Linked DNA regions of Mus musculus: region 1 is linked to region 2. The links are chromatin contacts, called in public HiChIP or PLAC-seq maps. All regions are on one chromosome and are shown on one strand. Each heading gives the region's core, a stretch centred on a gene start, on an enhancer-like site or on the middle of the called end of the contact. The rest is flanking DNA. Distances are from core to core; before and after follow the strand shown.

Region 1 (4,118 bases), core at 17-2,516, 130 kb before region 2:
TTAGCACTATATAGAACCCCGTTGAGTTTTCTGCCCATTAGTTTAAAAGTAAACATGGGCGACTAGAGAGATCGCTCGGTGGTTAATAGCATGGCATGTACTCCTCTGTAGAGGACCAGCATGAGATTCACAGTGCTAACAGGCTCACGACTGCCTGAAACTTGAGTTTCAGGAGTATCCAACAACTTATCCCCCACAGGCAACTGCCTTTCTGTGCACATATTCCTACAGACAGACAAATAAACATGATTTTTAAAAATAATAAAACTGGGAGTATAAAAACGTCTAATCATAATTTAAGTTAAAATTTCAATTTAAGGTGTGGTATTATTGTTACCATTGTGTAAAAGCATATGCCTTATAGAACTTGCCTAACAAGCAGGGTCTCAGGACACCCTAAGACCAGTCTCCTTGGCTACCATATCTATGTTCCCTCCCACCAATTAAATTCTAAGGCATGTCCTAGCCACTAAAAGTAAACTAATGAACAAAACAAGCAGAACATTCTTATCCTCCCAGAGTTTATACCAACCAGTATTTTACTGATAGAACACTCAAAGCTCAATACACAGTGTTGAAGGCGCCATGTCCAGTGGAGCTACAATTTACAAAAAGTGTCCCTGGGAGGCCTTCTATAACAGATAATAAAGACTCTACAGAAGTGAGAAACCAAAGTTGCATTCTGGGAAAGACTGGGGCAGAAGCATCCTGGAGGTCCAAGGAATAGGGGCAGAGTGGGCTGCCAAGTGAGGGGAATGGGTTGGATCTGACCTGGCAAGGCTTTAGTGATCATTGATAAGGAAGTCAGCACCGGGGTCCTGTGAGATGGCTCAGTGGGCAATAGTACATTTACTGAGTGAAAAGGAATCCCTGGTAGATTCTGTGCGACTGTATCAATTGCATGATCTAACTTAAGCTTCTTAGGATCACTGCAGACACGGTTGGGAATACAGTGGGCATCAAGGAAGGAGGAGAAGGGTCTGCTGCCCATCATTCTGGACAGAAAAGTCCAGTGGCTGGTTGATAACACTAGAAGCCTTGGATCCCGAGTTGTGCTTTCAAAGGAGTATGGCACCAACAGGATTTTGTGATGGATCCAACGATCAGAGAACAAAATAAACGGAGCCAAAAATAGCTCCCAAAGATTTGGCCTTGAGGAACTACAAAGAGAAGTCCTTCATTGGAATAAGCAAGACAGCAGGGGGAGGTCTTATCTTGCCTGTCACAGCTTCCTGTCCCTATCAGTCAGCACCAAAGGTTCTGCCCGCTCAGAATAAAAATGAGTCCATGATAGAAATTCCCTTAATCACTCCTAGAGCCAGACACTGCCCCTTCCTGTACAACGGCTGGGTGACCACTGCCTTTACTTCCTTAAGAACTATGCCTGCACTCTCCTTCTTCCCAGCAACACTCCTGCGGGGCAAATGGAGCATTCTAGCCACCCCCACAGTGTCCACTCCTCTATGCTGTATATGGCTCAGCTCATGGAACAATTTCCTTCCTCAAATCCTCCTCGTGATAAGATCTAATGTCAGTTTACTGTGACTTTTCCTTCCACATTTTGTCTTTATTTTCTTTGTTTCTCCCTTTTCATTCTCTTCTCTTAGGCAGTACATCCTTTGAACTCCCCTCTCTGCTCTAGGCTACATGGCCAGGACTCTACAGTCAGGTTCTCTACCAACTTCTGAAACAGCAACTCCAGCAGTTGGTTCAGTGAACAAATTAGTGGGACAATCAGTCTGTCAACCACTGTGCTTTGGCATTTTTTATGTCACCTGGGACCTGAATTCCAGTTCTACAGCCACAACCACAAGCCAAGCATCTGTGGCCTTCCTGGCAAATGCCCCTAACCAAAGCTATTAGCCCTGTCTTCATGGTTCCCCACCACCACCACCACCACCACCACCACCACCACCACACACACACACACACACACACACACACACACACACACACAGCAAACTGCTTTATTCAAATGACCCTCACAGAAGAGAAGTATGATAGCTATGCATGAAGACCAGTCAGGAGGTTCCTCAACAATAATAATAATAAAAATAATATAAAAATAGAACTACCATATGATCCCATAATACCCAACTTGAGAATGCATGTGCTCTTCAGAAGCCCAATGGCTACCAGCCTGTCCAGCCTTAAAAGCACGCTCTCCTTTCTAGGGTCTTGCTGTTCCTCCATCAAGCCTTTTGCGGCCACCGCTCCATACCCTGCCACATAGTTCCCTCTGGTTATTGACTCTGCCAGGTCTCCTTTATTCTCCTGTGCCATCCACAGATCGCAAAATCCAGCTTAGAGCCCTGCCTTTCCCAGGAAGCTGTACACACACTCATCCCAAGCAAGGGGTGTACAGCTCTCCTCCTCTGCACAGCCCAGAACTCACTGTCCTTAGCATCCTTGAGTGACCTACAACAATGATTCTAAAACCATGGTCTTGAGACCAGAACATCAGCAATATTTTGTTTAAAATGCAAGTTCCTGACCCCCCACGCTAGACCTACTGACTTGGGATCAGCAATCTGATTTGAGAAGCTCTGGATGAGACTAAGTCACACTTACATTTGAGGAGCACTAAGTTAGAAACCACTGTCTTGCAAGCTTTCTCTTTCCAAACACACAATACAATACACACGATGCCAACTATGGTATCTATGACATAGCTGTTCTTCAGAAAACAAGTTGTACAAATATTACTTCACAATTTCATCACAATAAATACCAAGTGAATTTTACTTCCAAGCATTCATTTTTAAAAAGCAAAGCAAAAAGTACCCGTTTTTACCAGAAGTCAACAAAAATAAGTTAACATTGTTTTTATCAAAAGGTCATTTAAATATTAAGTAAATAACAAAGTATCTAAATGAATAATAAATAATTTACTACTATTTAAACTAGGGGAGACTCTTGTATTTCTTTTCTATTTCAACTTTAGAAAAATAGTTGTGAAGTTTTTGGGCAGTGTTTCAATGATAAACACAAAAGAGTGTGCCTGAGGAACAATGTCTCTGAGGAGCAGACCAGACCTTAAGTTCAAATGGAAAAGAAGAACCAAGCTAGACTGCACTTAACACCGTGCCTCCAGGGACTCTGGCAACTACCAATCGCAAACTTACTTAGAAGGCATATGTACTTTTTGACACCGTTTTGGTGTTTACAGTACCTGCTATTTTCACATATTGACTTTTAAAATCATATTACTGGTGTGTGTCATTATCTGTAAGCACAGTGTCATCGTGTGTAACCACCACGGCTTAATTCTGCCTCCAAGAGAATGTTGGTTGTCGCTGTCTTTCTTTACATGTATTCAATCCATACAACCACACCATGAGAAGAGGGGAGTCATCATTCCATAGACCCACAGGCTGGAGACAGAGAGCTGACCCCCAGAAGCTATCCTCTGACCTACTCCCCACAATTAGCCTTTCTCTAAAAGCAAGTATTTTTTAACAAAATACATTTTTAGAATGTGCTTTCCCAATGTTCTCAGGAAGTTTTCTATAAAAAGAGACAGCCTCTTCAAGACAGAAGAAAACTCAAAAAGAGAGGGAAAAAATAATGTACAGCTAGAAATTAAAACAAATTAAAAACTAAGACAGCAACTCATAGGGGGCATGCAGTGCAGGGGGTGAATTTTACAGCGGCTGTTCAACCAGAAGAGACTCAACTAGGGAGGACAGCGGACAACAAGAACACAAAAGGCAAAGAGATAAAGTTCTGGTCTTGGAGAACACAAGTGGGCTGATTTCTAAACAAAACACCTGAAAAGAAATTATATCTGTGTAAAAAAAAAGTAATTTTTAATATTGTACTTAAAATTCATACAATTAACTACCTAGAAAACCAAGTTAACTCCAATGTCCTATATCAAAGAAATAATACAGGTCCTTTTTATGAGTGACAACACAAAACTTTGAGCCATCTAAAAGTCCAGGAATGTACACAATCACTGTGGTCTCCAAATATTGCTCAGAAAAAAAGTTAAGAAAAAATATTAAACTATACATGACTTTATATATATATATATATATATATATATATATATATATATATAAATAACATTACCACCATCAAGAGATGGATTCCTGCTGACTGGGGGGAGGGGGAAA
Region 2 (3,853 bases), core at 1,156-3,655:
CCCTAGGATTCTAGGAGACAAGATTTGTAACCCAGCACTGAATAGATTGAGTATGGTGGCACATGTCTGTAATCCCAGGACTTGAGAGGAACGGGCAAGAAAGGTTTAAAGTTTACCCTGGCTATATGTGATTCTCAGGCCATTCTGGGCTGCAGGCAGCTTTGTCTCAAAGAGGTAGGGAAGGAGGAGGGAAAAGAAAAGACTAGACTCTATTGGGTGTCTATGACAGTTCTCTACCTTCCTAATGCTGAGACAACTTAATATAGTTCCTCATGTTATGGAGACCCCCAATCATAATTTTTTTTTTCGAGACAGGGTTTCTTTGTATAGCCCTGGCTGTCCTGGAACTCACTTTGTAGACCAGGCTGGCCTCGAACTCAGACATCTGCCTGCCTCTATAAATGTTTTATTACTACTTCACTGCTATAGTTTTGCTTCTATTATAAATTGAAATGTAAGTATCTATGTTTTCTGATTATCTTAGGCAACCCCTGTGAAAGGGTCATTTGCCCCTAAAGGGGCTGAGGCCCACAGGTTGAGAACCGCTGGTCTCAGCAATGACGACGTGGCTGTTCTGTGGACTGAACGTGAAGTCCCGCTTCTGCAGGTCTCCTGTGGCCACCTTTGTAACTACGGGGCCGAACAGAAGCAGCAGAGGAAGCCACTGAGTCCAAGAACACTCTTCTTGTTCTTTGAACCGGCATTATTTGAGATGCCTGGAGCAAAGAGGCTCAGAGATTTATTTCCTGAACACAAAACATTATGGTGTAACTTTGTAATCACAGCTATCGTCAGGATCAAATCCTATCTCTGCCTGTTGTACTACTGACTAATTCCTCGAAGTCTCCAATCATTGCAGGTTATATTTATTATTCCTCACATATTATTTTATATTAATATCTGGATAATAATTACCACTGCATAGGGTTGTGAGGAACAGTCGTGGAAACCCATAGAAAGTACTTGGTTGTATGCCAAGATGCACATAAAATGAAATATGGAAATGTATATGATATTTATAAGAACTTTTTAATTGATAGAAGGTAAGGAAGGATTGATAATGCCAACATCTGCTGAGCTGAAGGTAAGAGGACCAAAGTTCAAAGTCAACCATCAGTTCTCCGAGTGAATTCAAGACAGCCTGGACCATGTGAGACTTAGACTAAACAAACAAATAAAACTCACGGAGATGTCACTCTTCCTATTTTCTGTTTGGTTTTGTTTAGCTTTTGTGACATTTTTTTCTTCTTGCCATCTTACCCTGTTTAGGTTGCTGTGACAGTGTACTGTACAGGGTTGACGATGCGGGCTGAGCAGTGGAGTGTCGGGCTAGCGCTGGCTTTCACCAGCAGCTCTGCAGAGAGGTGGCACGTCCCTGTGAGACTAGCAGTATGAGAACCAGTTCAAGGTCACTCTCAGTGACAAACATAATCATCTGTCCAAAAGAAAGAAAGAAAGAAAGAAAGAAAGAAAGAAAGAAAGAAAGAAAGAAAGAAAGAAAGAAAAGACAAAAAAGCATACCAGGGTCTACTGAGCCCCATGGAGCACTGTGTAGCCATACATGGTGAGTTTGGCTCCTTCCCTACACTAACCCTTCCGTGAGAGTGAAGTGGTCACCTCAGTCACCATCTGGTTTGTCAGCCCCTTGGGGACAACGAAGACCCCCAGGGGTGGTCATGACTTTGGATTAATCATTTTCTCTCCATAGCTCGTTACAAACATCAGCACGTTCAGTCTCAAAGAACATAGTAAGATTCGCTTTCCTGGCAACTTCCTGCTAGCTGGGACAGTGTCCGGAAGAGGGAAAGGAACAGATACCTGAACCCAGAGGGAGGAGGAGTCAGGGGGAGGATAGAAAGCTTCCTGTTTGGACTTTTGTGCCTATTTCCAACCTATTAGCATCGTTGTCTGTGGACCTTGAGGCTTTGGGTCTGGTCCTGAGGTTTTTACCAGTGCAACTGTCTGGGGCTTGTCCCCAGCAAAGAAGGCAGCAAGGAAGCATTTCTCTTTAACCAGATAAGTCTGGTGTCGCACCATCCACGAGGGACGCGGAAGGCAGGTACTCCTATAGGGAGGACCATCTCAGGTTGAGCCTGTGTCTTGGGAACTTGAATTCCCCACCCTGCAAAACGAGCTTGGAAATCAGATACCCCTTCCCCTCAGTTTGCTGCAGGGGGGATGGTGGAGGGAGCCTTGAAGAGAATGGGATGAGGTTTTCCTGCTGTGGGCTCCCCAAGTCAGACGTTGTCACGGGTTAGCAGAAAGAGCAGCGTTCCATTCATCCGAAGACAAGGGAAGTGGCTGTGTAAACCAGATATTGTTTCTTGTGGCAGGCACTGTCCTATGCATGGTAGGTATTTGGCAATAGCTCTCTTTTCTGCTTATTACACTTCCTCTTCCGGTGATTGCATAATCCAAAAATGTCTAGACGTTGCCAACAGCCCCCAGGGGGCGATAATCACGTGGCCTGAGACCTGCTGCTCTCTGGTGCGGTTCTCTGCTGGAATCACTCAAAGAACACTTGGTCCGTTCCCTGCTTCTAGAAAACACTAAAACTCCCCGTGAAAAGGTAATTTAGAGGAAGTAGAACACAGTCTCAAAACAGTAGGCACAGAAAGGCAGGTGGAAGCCGATGAAATAAAACCTTTTTTTTTCCAGGTAAGGAAAAGGAGACAGGAAGCTTGTGATATGCCTCAGGCCCAAAGATGAGTCAGAGGGAAATCAGGGAGGGTAAGAGGAGTATAGGGTCTGACCTTCAGTCAAAGAAAAACAGCTCCATCCTTCCCCCTTCCCTCCCCTCCTTCAGTTGGGATCTACGTGGGAACAAATGTCGGTTGTTTTAGAAGCTGGTGGAACGTTCAGAAATGTTTCCTTTAAATGAAGGGCAAAAGGCGGGGTCAGGGGGAGCGGAGAAAAGCTAGAATTGCTGACTTAAGAAATGTAGTTTACCTGGTCCACTGCTGCCACTGCCTCAGACCCTCCCGCTTGCCTGGCTGGCTGGCTGCATGGCTTCTCCTATTGGACAGACGAGGAGCTGGAGCTTCAGTCAGAAGGCTAGCAGTGAGGCTGGGGTCAGGCCTAGGGATTGTCCCCAGGAGCAGCTCCTCCTCTGGCCTTGCCCTGCCTCTGGACCATCCACAAAGCCAGACTCGGTCATATCATCCCCCTCTCTTCTCCCGTTTTTGAAACAGGATCTCCAGGAATTAGGCTGACCTGGAACTTGCTAAATAGATGAAGATGGACTTCCGATCCTCCTGCCTCCTGCTGGGATTCCAGGCCTTTGGCATCAAGTCCAGGCTATGGAGTGCTAGGACTCATCCACTAGGGGCTTTGTACACTAGGCAGGCACCCTACCAATGGAACTGCATCCCAGGTCCTCAGGGTGTTCTGTTCTCTAAGGGATCCCTTTTGTTTACCTCAAGGATAGTTAAAAGTCCTTGTCTGTAACAGCGGCACCCAGAGGTATCCCTCTCGGGGGTTTCCCTGGTCCCCTGCATTCTGATGGTGCAGAAAAAACTAACAGGAGATTGTTGCTTGACAATAAGTATCTCTCATTGGCTGTCTCAGGCCTCAGCACCTCCCTCTGGGCCTATCCCAGCAGGTGGGCTGGGGTGCAGGTGGGGCTCTCCATTCTGATCTTCTGGAAGAATGGCTTCCCCAAACCTCCTTGATAGGACACTTTTCTCCCTCCCTCTCTCCCTCTCTCCTTTCCTCCCTCCCTCCTTCATTCCTCCCTCCCTCTTCCCTCCTTCCCTCTCCTCTTCCTTCCTCCCTCTCTCATTCCTCTCTTCCTCCCTCCCTATCTTCCTCCTTCATTTCTTTCTTTCTTCCCTTCCTTCCTCCCTTCTCTCCC

The links. HiChIP or PLAC-seq counts read pairs in DNA pulled down with a chosen protein or histone mark.
Region 1: a contact with region 2 is called in an H3K27ac HiChIP or PLAC-seq map of the HPC-7 cell line, with 7 times the contacts expected there. The contact joins two enhancer-like sites. A contact is called at or near these places in 1 of 15 datasets of contacts at CTCF or cohesin (the NIH/3T3 cell line), 2 of 484 Hi-C or Micro-C datasets (the HL-1 cell line and nephron progenitors) and 2 of 115 datasets of contacts at active chromatin or transcription factors (the HPC-7 cell line and memory CD8 T cells).

Annotation. Positions count from the first base shown.
Region 1 is chr3:28,298,774-28,302,891 of GRCm38.p6, reverse strand. All of the region lies in intron 1 of Tnik (TRAF2 and NCK interacting kinase), which reads right to left. Among named protein-coding and RNA genes, the nearest start is that of Tnik, 38 kb to the right of the region's middle. Within about 2 kb of position 1,266, at least 26 of the 459 cell types and tissues checked have an H3K27ac peak or open chromatin away from gene starts, as enhancers often do. A contact at or near this core is called in the HPC-7 cell line, where this site is marked.
Region 2 is chr3:28,169,988-28,173,840 of GRCm38.p6, reverse strand. No RefSeq gene overlaps it. Among named protein-coding and RNA genes, the nearest start is that of Gm42196, 4.6 kb to the left of the region's middle. Within about 2 kb of position 2,405, at least 82 of the 459 cell types and tissues checked have an H3K27ac peak or open chromatin away from gene starts, as enhancers often do. A contact at or near this core is called in the HPC-7 cell line, where this site is marked.